2 separate regions of the Macaca mulatta genome follow, and region 2 is linked to region 1. Evidence: chromatin contacts called from public Hi-C data. All regions are on one chromosome and are shown on one strand. The core of a region is the stretch at or near the end of the contact, and the rest is flanking DNA. Distances in the headings are between cores, read along the strand shown. Region 1 holds the start of MLLT1 (MLLT1 super elongation complex subunit). Region 2 holds the start of CLPP (caseinolytic mitochondrial matrix peptidase proteolytic subunit).

The links. A called contact is a pair of places that touch in the nucleus more often than the background predicts.
Region 2: a Hi-C map of fetal cortex germinal zone shows a contact between it and region 1, with 2.3 times the contacts expected there. The contact joins the promoter of CLPP here to the promoter of MLLT1 in region 1. A contact is called at or near these places in 2 of 14 Hi-C or Micro-C datasets (fetal cortex germinal zone and fetal cortical plate).

Annotation. Positions count from the first base shown.
Region 1 is chr19:7,164,057-7,169,629 of T2T-MMU8v2.0, reverse strand. MLLT1 (MLLT1 super elongation complex subunit) reads left to right here and starts at 2,911. Exons shown (of 11, transcript XM_015122622.3): 1 at 2,911-3,107. The coding sequence starts at 3,096.
Region 2 is chr19:7,235,015-7,239,999 of T2T-MMU8v2.0, reverse strand. CLPP (caseinolytic mitochondrial matrix peptidase proteolytic subunit) reads right to left here and starts at 2,008. Exons shown (of 6, transcript XM_077979614.1): 1 at 1,767-2,008; 2 at 1,598-1,669; 3 at 1,026-1,122. The coding sequence starts at 1,964. It overlaps ACER1 (alkaline ceramidase 1), which reads left to right and starts at 1,182. Exons shown (of 8, transcript XM_028839864.2): 1 at 1,182-1,425.

The DNA of each region.
Region 1 (5,573 bases), core at 1,662-4,161:
TGCAGGTTTGTTACATAGGTAAACGTGTGCCATGGCAGTTTGGTGCACAGATCATCCCATTACCTAGGTATTAAGCCCAGCCTCTGTTAGCTGGTCTTCCTGATGCTCTTCCTCCCCCACCACAATCCCCAACAGGCTCCAGTGTGTGTTCTTCCCCATCACGTTACTATGTGTTTGCATCATTAGGCTCCCACTTATACATGAGAACATGTGGTGTTTGATTTTCTGTTCCTGCATTAGTTTGCTGAGGATAATGGCTTCCAATTCCATCCATGTCCCTGCAAAGGACATGATCTGGTTCCTTTTTATGGCTGTATAGTATTCCACAGTGTATATATACCACATTTTCTTTATCCAGTCTATCACTGATGGGCATTTAGGTTGATTCCATGTCTTTGTTATTGTCAGTAATGCTGCAGTGAGCATACGCGTGCATGTGTCTTTATAATAGAATGATTTACATTCCTTTGGGTATGTACCCAGTAATGGGATTGCTGGGTTGAATGGTATTCATGCCTCTAGGTCTTTGAGGAATTGTCACACTGTCTTCCACAATGGTGGAACTCATTTGCACTCCCACCAACAGTATAAAAATGCTCCTTTTTCTCTGCAACTTTGCCAGCATCTGTTGTTTTTTGAATTTTTAATAATCGCTATTCTGACTGGTGTGAGATGGTATCTCATTGTGGTTTTGATTTGCATTTCTCTAATGATCAGTGACGCTGAGCGTTTTTTCATATGCTTATTGGCCGCATGTATGTCTTCTTTTGAGACGTGTCTGTTCGTGTCCTTTGCCCACTTTTTAACAGGGTGGTTTGTTTCTTTCTTGCAAATGACAACCCGATTTTTAATGATAAAAAGGAATTTAAAATAACTGCACAAGAGTCTCTAAATCGCAGGCAGAAGGTCCTAATGTCCAAGAGACAAGTGGCTTACAAAGTCCTGAAAAAGATGGGGGTATGCCTATTTCCCACATAAACACAGTTTACAGGTCATTGTAAAATTTTGTGATCCTCAATAAATCAAAAAAATTTTTTTTGTGAGAGATTGGTATTATTTAAATTTTCGTGGATAACATGAGATTCTCTCTTTAAAAATTTTATCTTTGATCAGGGCACAATGGCTCATGCCTAGAATCCCAGCACTTTGGGAGGCCACAGCGGGAGGGTTGCCTGAGGCCAGGAGTTGGAGACCAGCCTGGGCAATACAGTGAGACCTCTCTTTCTATAAATAAATAAATAAATAAATAAATAACCAACCAAACTAGCCGGGTGTGGTGACATAAGCCTGCAGTCAGTCCTAATTGCTTGAGAGGCTGAGGTGGGAGAATTGTTTGAGCCCAGGAGTTCTAGGTTACAGCACGCCATGATTGTGCCACTGCACTCCAGCAGAGACCTCATTTCAAAAAAAAATCTTTATTGACAAATAATAACTGTATGTATGTATGGGGTACACCTTGATGCTTTGATACATGTATACATTACGGAATAAACAAATCAGGCTAATTAACATATCCATCAGCACATATACTTATCAATTATTTACGGTAAGAACATTCAAAATTCACTTTTAGCATTTCTTTTTTCTTTTTTTCTCTTTTTTGAGACAGAGTCTTGCTCTGTCACTCAGGCTGGAGTGCAGTGGTGTGATCTCAGCTCACTGCAACCTCTGCCTCCCTGATTCAAGCGATTCTGCTGCCTCAGCCTCCTGAGCAGCTAGAATTACAGGCACACACCACCACGCCTGGCTAATTTTTGTATTTTTTTAGTAGAGATGGGATTTCACCATGTTGGCCAGGCTGGTCTTGAACTCCTGACCTCAGGTGATCCACCCCAGTCAGTCTCCCAAAGTGTGGGGATTACAGGTGTGAGCCACCACATCTGACCACTTTTAGCAATTTTAAAATATAAAATAACATTATTATGTAGTCACCTTGTTGTGTGATAGATCGCCAGAACTTACTCTTCCTGTCTAACTGAAAACATGTGACTCTCTTGGGTCGTCTGAATGTTTCAAATTTGTATCATTCAAATTAGCAGGAAGAATCACACAGTACTGTTCTTCAACCTATTTTATAGATGTGCAAACTGAGACTCAGGGAAAGGTGAAGAAGGGGCTGACCAGGTTTGCCAAGGATTATGCAGGATTAGAAAATTAATCTCCACTTTGGGAGGTTGAGGCAGGTGGATCACTTGAGGTCAGGAGTTCGAGACCAGCCTGGCCAACATGGCAAAACCCCGTCTCTACTAAAAATACAAAAATTAGTGAGATGTAATGGCGAGCGCCTGTAATCCCAACTACTCGGGAGGCTGAGGCAGTAGAATCTCTTGAACCTGGGAGGCGGAGGTTGCAGTGAGCGGAGATCGTGCCACTACACTCCAGCCTGGGTGACAGAGCGAGACCGTGTCTCAAAAAAAAAAAAAAAAAAATTAATCTCCAGTTCCAGAACCCAGGGCTCATTCCGTCACATAGCAGCATCATGCGGTCAGGAAACAAAAGTGTACCTACCGGGGGCCCTTGGGGATCCCTCCCCAGGGCTCGAACCAGTAACCTCAGTTGCAGCCCCTGAACGCTCCCGCCCTGGAGGCTCCAGCCACGAGGCAGCGCCCCCTGCGGGCCACAGCGCGCAGGCGCGGAGCGCCCGTCCCGCCCCCGCCCCCCTCCACGTGCGGCGCACACCTCGCGCTCCCCTCCGCCAGGCTCGCCTCGCGCCTCCCTCCCTCCCTCCTCCCGCCCCTCCGGTCCTGGCCTCCCATTGGCTGCGGGCTTCGTCCCTCCGACCGCAGCTCGGCAGGCCCTCGCCAGGCAGGAAGTCCCGCGCCACGAGCGGCCGTCCGCGCCGTCGATTGGCCCAGGTGGCTGTCAGTCGATGCGGCGGGCCCTAGTCGGCGGCGGGGGCCCGTGATCGGTGCGCGACCCGGGCTGGCGGTGGTTTCCGGTTCCGCGGGGCTGGCGGGCGAGCGGGCGGCCGGGATCGGCGGCGGCGGCGGCGGCGCTTGACAGACAATGAGGGCGGCGGGGCGGCGTTGAGCGGCGGCGGCGGCGGCGGCGGCGGCGAGCGACGCGGGGCCCGGGGGCGGGGCGGGGCGCCAGCCATGGACAATCAGGTGAGGAGCGGCCGCGCCGCCCCAGCGCAGCCCGCCCGGCCCCCTCCCGCCCGCCGGCCCGCCCGGCCCTCCCCGGTCCCGGCCTCCCCGCTCCGCGCCCGCCTGCTCGCTTTGTGCGCGCCCGCTGCTCCCCGGGCCTTTATGTGGGGCGGGGGCGCCCCTCCCCCATCCGCGACCCCGGCCCGGCCAGGGCGCCTCGGACCCCCTTCGGGACCTGGGCCAGGTCCGGAGCCCCCTGGGACGCCCCTGGTGACCCCCCAGCCTGGCTCGGAGCCCCCCGGGAGACCCTTCGGAACCCCAGTCCGATCTGCATCCACCTGGGACGCCCCTGGGGACCCCAGTCCGGCTTAGGGACCTCAAGACAGCTCTCGGGACTTCAGCCTGGTCCAGAGCTCCTTCCAGGCACTTTCTGGGATCTCGGCCCTGTCCAGACCCCTCCCGGGACCCCTGGGATCTGCCCTGTAGACCTTTTCCTCTCTGGGTCCAGGGCCAGTCACTGTCTCCTTTCCTGTCTGGACCCTTGGCCCGGAGTCGCCTCAGACTCCCTGAGTCCCCAACCTGCTGCCTGTCCTCCCTTCAACCTCAGCTCAGAGATGAGGCGTCCCCGGCCCCCTGAGACCCTGCTCTGCAGCGTCTCTCTTCCTTGAACCCAGGCCTAGCCTAAGATTTATTTCCACCCACCCCCTACCTGGGCCTGAGCCTTCTCTCCCCTCTGTTCCTGCCCCGGCTGCAGCCAGAGCAACCCTTTCTCCTTCAACCCCAGCCCTGGCCTGAGCTCCTCAGACTCCCTAGGACCCTGGCCTTCTGTCTTTTGCTGCAGGGACTCAGGCCTGTTTGGAGTGTCCCCTCTCTTTGTACTTGCTTTTTCAGACTTCTTTGACCCACCCTGCCGCCTCAGCCCCCTTCTAGTTTCAGGCCCTGGTCATTCTGCCTTAGACCTGGTGGGGCTGTCTGTTTCACCTTCAGACCCTCTGCCCTGAGACCAGGACCAGGAGCAGTTGCTTCTCTGATCTGGATGCCCCAGACCTTTGAGTCACTGATTGCCTGCTGTTGCCCTCAGCTTGGGCCGTCTCCGTCCGTGGCATCCTGATTTAGGCTTCCCCACATTTCACCCCAGTCCACATCTCCCTCCCAGGCTGGTTTGTCATGACACAGTCCCACAGTCTCCTGCACAACCTTTGCCTTCAGGATCTCCCACTTCATCTAACGCCCCTCAGCCTGATCAGTCCTGATGTCTCAGCCACTACCCTCTCCCTTCTTCCACCTCATTTTCTGTTTTTTTTTTTTTTTGCCCCCAGGGTCTTAAGAGTCTCAGTTGAAACCCAGGGTGGGTGGGTTCCCCAGCCTCCCGAAACGCTCCGGACGGCCCCTCCCCATTGGTCTGTGTTGCTTCTCATAAACACAAGGTCTTCCTGCACGCTGGTACCCCCTTTACCCAACTCTACGCTGCCTCTTCAATACCCAAGCCCGTACCCCTCTTCCTCAAGTCCAGAACCATTGCTGGCCCCCAACATGGGATCATTTGTTCCTCCTCCCCGGCTGCCCTGGCTTTCAGGGGCGCCAGGCCAGGAAAGGTGTCGTGGGGCTGTGGGGGTGGCAGCCGAAATCTCCGCCGTTAGAAAGGGCAGGTTGGGGCGTCCCTGGCTGCTGGCGCCACTAAGGTGGCACTGTCTGGCTGTGTGGTTTCATGGGTGGGGGGCAGGGAACCTCCCTCCTGCCCATCTGGGCGCCTGTGGCACAGGGTCATGGAGACAGGTGGCTCATGCTTCTGGTACCCAGTTCCAGTGGCTTCCCGTCTGATTTGGGTGTTGCTGCCTTCCTCTTAAGAGGTAAGGAAGAGTTTGCAGCAGTTGATCGGTGGATTTCCACGGCATGGTGTGAGTTGATTTCCGTTGAAGAGACAGAGCTTGTTGCTTCCAATCTGGTATCGAGTTAAAAGCCCAAATGAAATGTACCTTTAGTGTCCACTTTCAATGAAGCCTGACTCCAGGCAAGTCCCGTTGGGCACACAGAGGCGTAGGGTATGGCCCCTGCCCTCCTTCCTTAGTCCCCGGCGGAGATGTCCTAGGCTGAAGCGTGTCTGTTCCCCTTGTGATGTGTGGGACCCCGGAGGTCTGGGTGGCTGTCACTTATGTAAGTGGGGTGGTGGAAATGGGTGGCATTCCTGGTCTGCGACGGAGAGAGAGAAAGGTCTCGCTCAGGTAGACAGGCGTGGGAGAGAGCTGGCTTTGCACTGCCCGGTACCACAGTGACCAGCATCTGTGGCTGATTTACATTTAAACTAACTCGAATGACAACTTCAGTTCCTCCATCTCACCAGCCACGTTTTAAGTGCTCAGTAACCACCATTACTGAGCTACTGACGACTGTGTCGGGCAGTGCAGAGGCATTTCCATCATCGCAGAAAGTTCCATCCATGGCGATGGTCTCCCTCCTTGCAGAAGTATTTGCAAGGGAAGCGGCTCC
Region 2 (4,985 bases), core at 759-3,258, 71 kb before region 1:
ACATCTTTGTACTTTTTTTGTAGAGATGGGGTCTCACTATGTTACTCAGGCTGGTCTTGAACTCCTGAGCTCAAGCAATTCGCCCACCTCAGCCTCCCAAAGTGTTGGGATTACGGGTGAGAGCTATCGTGCCCGGGCTAAAATCTACATTTTTTTTTTTTTTTTTTTTTTTGAGACAGAGTCTCGCTATGTCGCCAAGGTTGGAGTGCAGTGGCCGGATCTCGGCTCACTGCAAGCTCTGCCTCCCGGGTTCCCGCCATTCTCCTGCCTCAGCCTCCCGAGTAGCTGGGACTACAGGCGCCAGCCACCTCGCCCGGCTAGTTTTTTGTATTTTTTAGTAGAGACGGGGTTTCACCGTGTTAGCCAAGATGATCTTGATCTCCTGACCTCGTGATCCGCCCGTCTCGGCCTCCCAAAGTGCTGGGATTACAGGCTTGAGCCACCGCGCCCGGCCTTTTTTTTTTTTTTGAGACGGAGTCTCGCTCTGCCGCCCGGGCTGGAGTGCAGTGGCCGGATCTCAGCTCACTGCAAGCTCCGCCTCCCGGGTTCACGCCATTCTCCTGCCTCAGCCTCCCAAGTAGCTGGGACTACAGGCACCCGCCACCATACCCGGCTAGTTTTTTGTATTTTTTAGTAGAGACGGGGTTTCACCGTGTTAGCCAGGATGGTCTCGATCTCCTGACCTCGTGATCCGCCGGTCTCGGCCTCCCAAAGTGCTGGGATTACAGGCTTGAGCCACCGCGCCCGGCCTTTTTTTTTTTAAATCTACAATTTTTAAATGTTAGCCGGGTCAGGTTGGCAGAACAGTATGTGCAGGATCAAAGAGGCCACATCCTGACTTGTGAACCGAGGCTCAAAAGCCAGCAACAGGCACCTTTTGGCGGTTTCAAGCCACTTCTGGAACTCTGACGCTCTGCACCCTTTCCCAGAGAGAGAACATCCCTGACCCGGGATTCTGGTCCCCTGAGTCACCCGTGCGCCCTGACGAGCGCCCCTGGCACCTAGGAAAGCCCCTGCTTGCTCACCAGGGCTGTTGATGTACATGTGGATGGGCTTCTTGTTGCTCTCGGACTGCAGGAAGAGGAGCTGTGCGATAACAAGGCTGGCAACGCTGTCATCGATCTGCAGGTGGAGAGGGCAGGGGTGTTCCCAGATTCGGGGTGGGGAGAGAGTTTTAAGGCTGCGGGGGATGGGTCAGAGAACCAGGAAGGGGGACCAGGGCCCAAATAAAAGGGGTGGGGAAGAATTTAGGACCCAGAAGCGGATGGGGAGAGAGTAGTGGCTAGGACCCAGGCGGGGCTCAGGACACAGGAAAGGAAAGGGTCAGAACACCTGCGAAGAGTCTTGCGCCTAGGATTGAGGAGAGCGGTGCCAGGTGTCAGGAAGGCAGTGGGAGCTCAAGAGGCGAGGAGCAGAGGGGAAGAGGTGAGGAGCGGGTGGGGAGACCGGGAGCCAAGAGGGGAGTCAGAAGGAGAGGGAAGGGGGTTGGAAGGGGAGCGGAGCCTGGGGAAAGAAAGTCTGGGGCCAGGGAAGGAGGGGCGCAGGGGGTCTGGGCAGGCGCTTGGGAGAGTCCTGGGGAGGGTCCCGGCGCGCTCACCGGGCCCATGACGCACACGATGCGCTCCCGCAGCAGCCGCGAGTAGATGTCATAGGCGCGCTCGCCGCGACCCTGAGGGTAGAAAGATGTAGGTGAGGGGTCGCGGGCAGCCCCCCGATCCTCACCCAGCCCGGAGCCCCCGGGCCGTGTCCCCGCCCGGCCGCCGTACCGTCTGCTCCACCACGATGGGAATGAGCGGGAGAGCCCGGGCCGCCGTCGCGTGCAGGCTCCGCTGCAGGGCCAGGCCGTTTTGGGGTGTCCGCTGCGGCGGTCGCTGCGCTGGAAAGTGAGCGGCGAGGCGAGGCCCCAGCGCGGGGTACCTGCATGCCGCCACCCGGGCCCCCCCCACTAATATTGCGGGCCACATCCCTCCACACGTCCCGGTCGGCTTCCGTCCGATGGCGGAACTACAACTTCCGGCGTGCTTTGCGTCTAGGAGCGCGCTCGCTAGGCCGCCCACTTCCGGGAGTGTGGGCGGGCGCCGTTAAGGATGGGGCGGGGCTAGGATCGGAACCTGAAAGGGAGGAGCCAGTGAAGTAAATAGAGTGGGCGGGGCTGGAGAAGCTTTAGAGTCTACAGTTCGAGTCCCCTTACCGACGAATTCGTCTTCGTTTTCTTTTTTCTCTTTTTTTGAGACGAAGTCTTGCTCTGTCACCCGGGCTGGAGTGCGGTGGCACGATCTTGGCTCACTGCAACCTCTGCCTGCTGGATTCAAGCCATTCTCCTGGCTCAGCTGCCCCAATAGCTGGGATTATAGGCACACACCACCACACCCGGCTAATTTTTGTATTTTTAGTAGAGACGGGGTTTCACCATGTTGGCCAGGCTGGTCTTGAACTCCTGAGCTTGTGATCCTCCCACCTTGGCCTCCCAAAGTGCTGGGGTTACAGGCATGAGCCACTGCGCCTGGCCTCGTTTTCTACTGTTTCTGCTTTATTTTATTTATTTTTATTTTTTTTGAGAGAGAGTCTCACTCTGTGGCCCAGGCTGGAGTGCAGTGGCGCCATCCTAGCTCAATGCAGCCTCAAATTTCTGGGCCCAAGTGACCCTCCCTCCCACCTTGCTCTCCAGAGTAGCTGGGACTACAGCTGTGCACTACCACATCTGGCAAATATATATATATTAGAGATAGAGTGTTACTATGTCACCCAGGCTGGTCTCAAACTCCTGGCCTCAAGTGATCCTCCCACCTTGGCCTCCCAAAGTGCTGGGACTACAGGCGTAAGCCACCACACCCCACTTATTCCTTATTTTAAAAATAGCTGCAGGGTTGGGCACGGTGGCTCACGCCTGTAATCCTAGCACTTGGGGAGGCCGAGGCGGGAGGATCACGAGGTCATGAGATCAAAACCATCCTGGCTAACCCGGTGAAACCCCGTCTCTACTAAAAATACAAAAAATTATCCAGGCAAGGTGATGGGCACCTGTAGTCCCAGCTACTCAGGAGGCGGAGGCAGGAGAATGGTGTAAACCCCGGAGGTGGAGCTTGCAGTGAGCCGAGATCGTGCCCCTGCACTCCAGCCTGGGCGGCAGAGCGAGACTCTGTCTCAAAAAAAAAGAAAAAAAAAAAAAGCTGCAGTGTTCCCACAGCTCATCTTGGAAGAGGGGTCCCAGAGAGGACTTAGCCTGGATCTTGGCCTTGAAGAGCTTCCAGCCTGCTGTGGCCGACCTCCTCATTCATTTTTTGGCCACCTGTGGAGTAGAGCGAGGGACCCCAGTCTGTGGGAGCCCAGAGAAGGGTGTTGCGGATTCTGCCTGGAGATCAGACTGGAAAGCTTTCCTAGGAGAAGCGGGTATTGGAATTGGGCTTTGAAGGATAAGTAGGAGTTTGTTAGCTGGGGAAAGGCATTTCCAGCAGAGGAAAAAGAATGGGCAAAAGGGTGGAAGTAGGAAGATTCCTGGTAATGTTGGGACTTCTGGTTTTTTGCCACACCTTCTCAAGGCAGATTTTTTTGCATCATTCAGTTCAATGTCACTATCTAAGATAGTGTCACGACTTCACTCCTCCACTCCTCCGGACGCTGCCCTGCACCTCCTGCCTGCCCAGCCTCTGATGTGGGGTGGCGGGGTCCTCTTAGATGCCCTCCCTGTCTCCCTTTGTTTAATCAGCTTCATTTCTCCACATGGCAACTGCTTTTCACGTTCTTCATTGTTAACAGCTCCCTAACGGGTACTCCAGTTTCGCCCATGTCACTGTGACACACTGTCTCTTCTTCACTCTTCACTCTAAGAGATCCCCGAGAAAGCCAGTGTCACTACTTCATCCCCAAAGTCTAAAATGGTGCCTGACACACAGTAGGTGCTCATTAAATACACATTGAACCAAGAGATGAAGAGGTGATAAAGGAGATAGGTAAAAGGCAGAGGGCTTTGGAGGCATCTGCAGAGTGGGGATAATGATAACCTACCTCCTAGGTTTGTGCAGAAGGTCCTCAGAAAGGGTCCAAAAATGTGTAAAAAGTACCCAGTCTGAATTATTTATTGATGTCTTAGATCAGGGACCATGGAAGTCTCAAGTCCTCCCACATGGGGGTCTATTTGAAGTGGGTTTTTTTTTTTTGTTTTGTTTTGTTTTGTTTTTTTCCCCGGGCAGTCCTTCCAATCACAGCAGGTTCAGGCAAGATGTTGTAATGGCTCACGCCTGTAATCCCAGCACTTTGGGGTCCCAAGGCGGGTGGATCACCTAAGGACAGGAGTTCGAGACCAGCCTGACCAACACAGTGAAACTCCATCTCTATTAAAAATACAAAATAATCTGGACATGGTGGCGCATGCCTGTAATCCCAGCTACTTGGGAGGGTGAGTCAGGAGAATCACTTGAACCCAGGGGGCAGAGGATGCAGCGAGCCGAGATCGCGCCACTGCACTCCAGCCTGGGGAATAAGAGCAAAACTCCGTCTCAAAAACAAAACAAAACAAACAAACAAACAAACAAAAAAGAATCACAGCAGACTCCTGAAGTGGATTTTGATGTATAAGAAGGAGTTTACCAAGCAGTAAGTGGTAGACTCTTTTTTTTTTTTTGAGACGGAGTCTTGTCCAGGCTGGAGTGCAATGGTACAATCTCGGCTCATTCCTAGCTCCGACTCCCGGGTTCACACCATTCTCCTGCCTCAGCCCTCCCAAGTAACTGGGACTACAGGCGCCCGCCACCACGCCCGGCTAATTTTTTGTATTTTTAGTAGAGACAGGGTTTCACTGTGTTAGCCAGGATGGTCTCAATCTCCTGACCTCGTGATCCACCCGCCTCGGCCTCCCAAAGTGCTGGGATTACAGGCGTGAGCCACCGCACCCGGCCTGCCCAGCTCATATTTGTATTTTTAGTGGAGATGGGATTTCACCATGTTGGCCAGGATGATCTCGATCTCTTGACCTCAGGATCTACCTG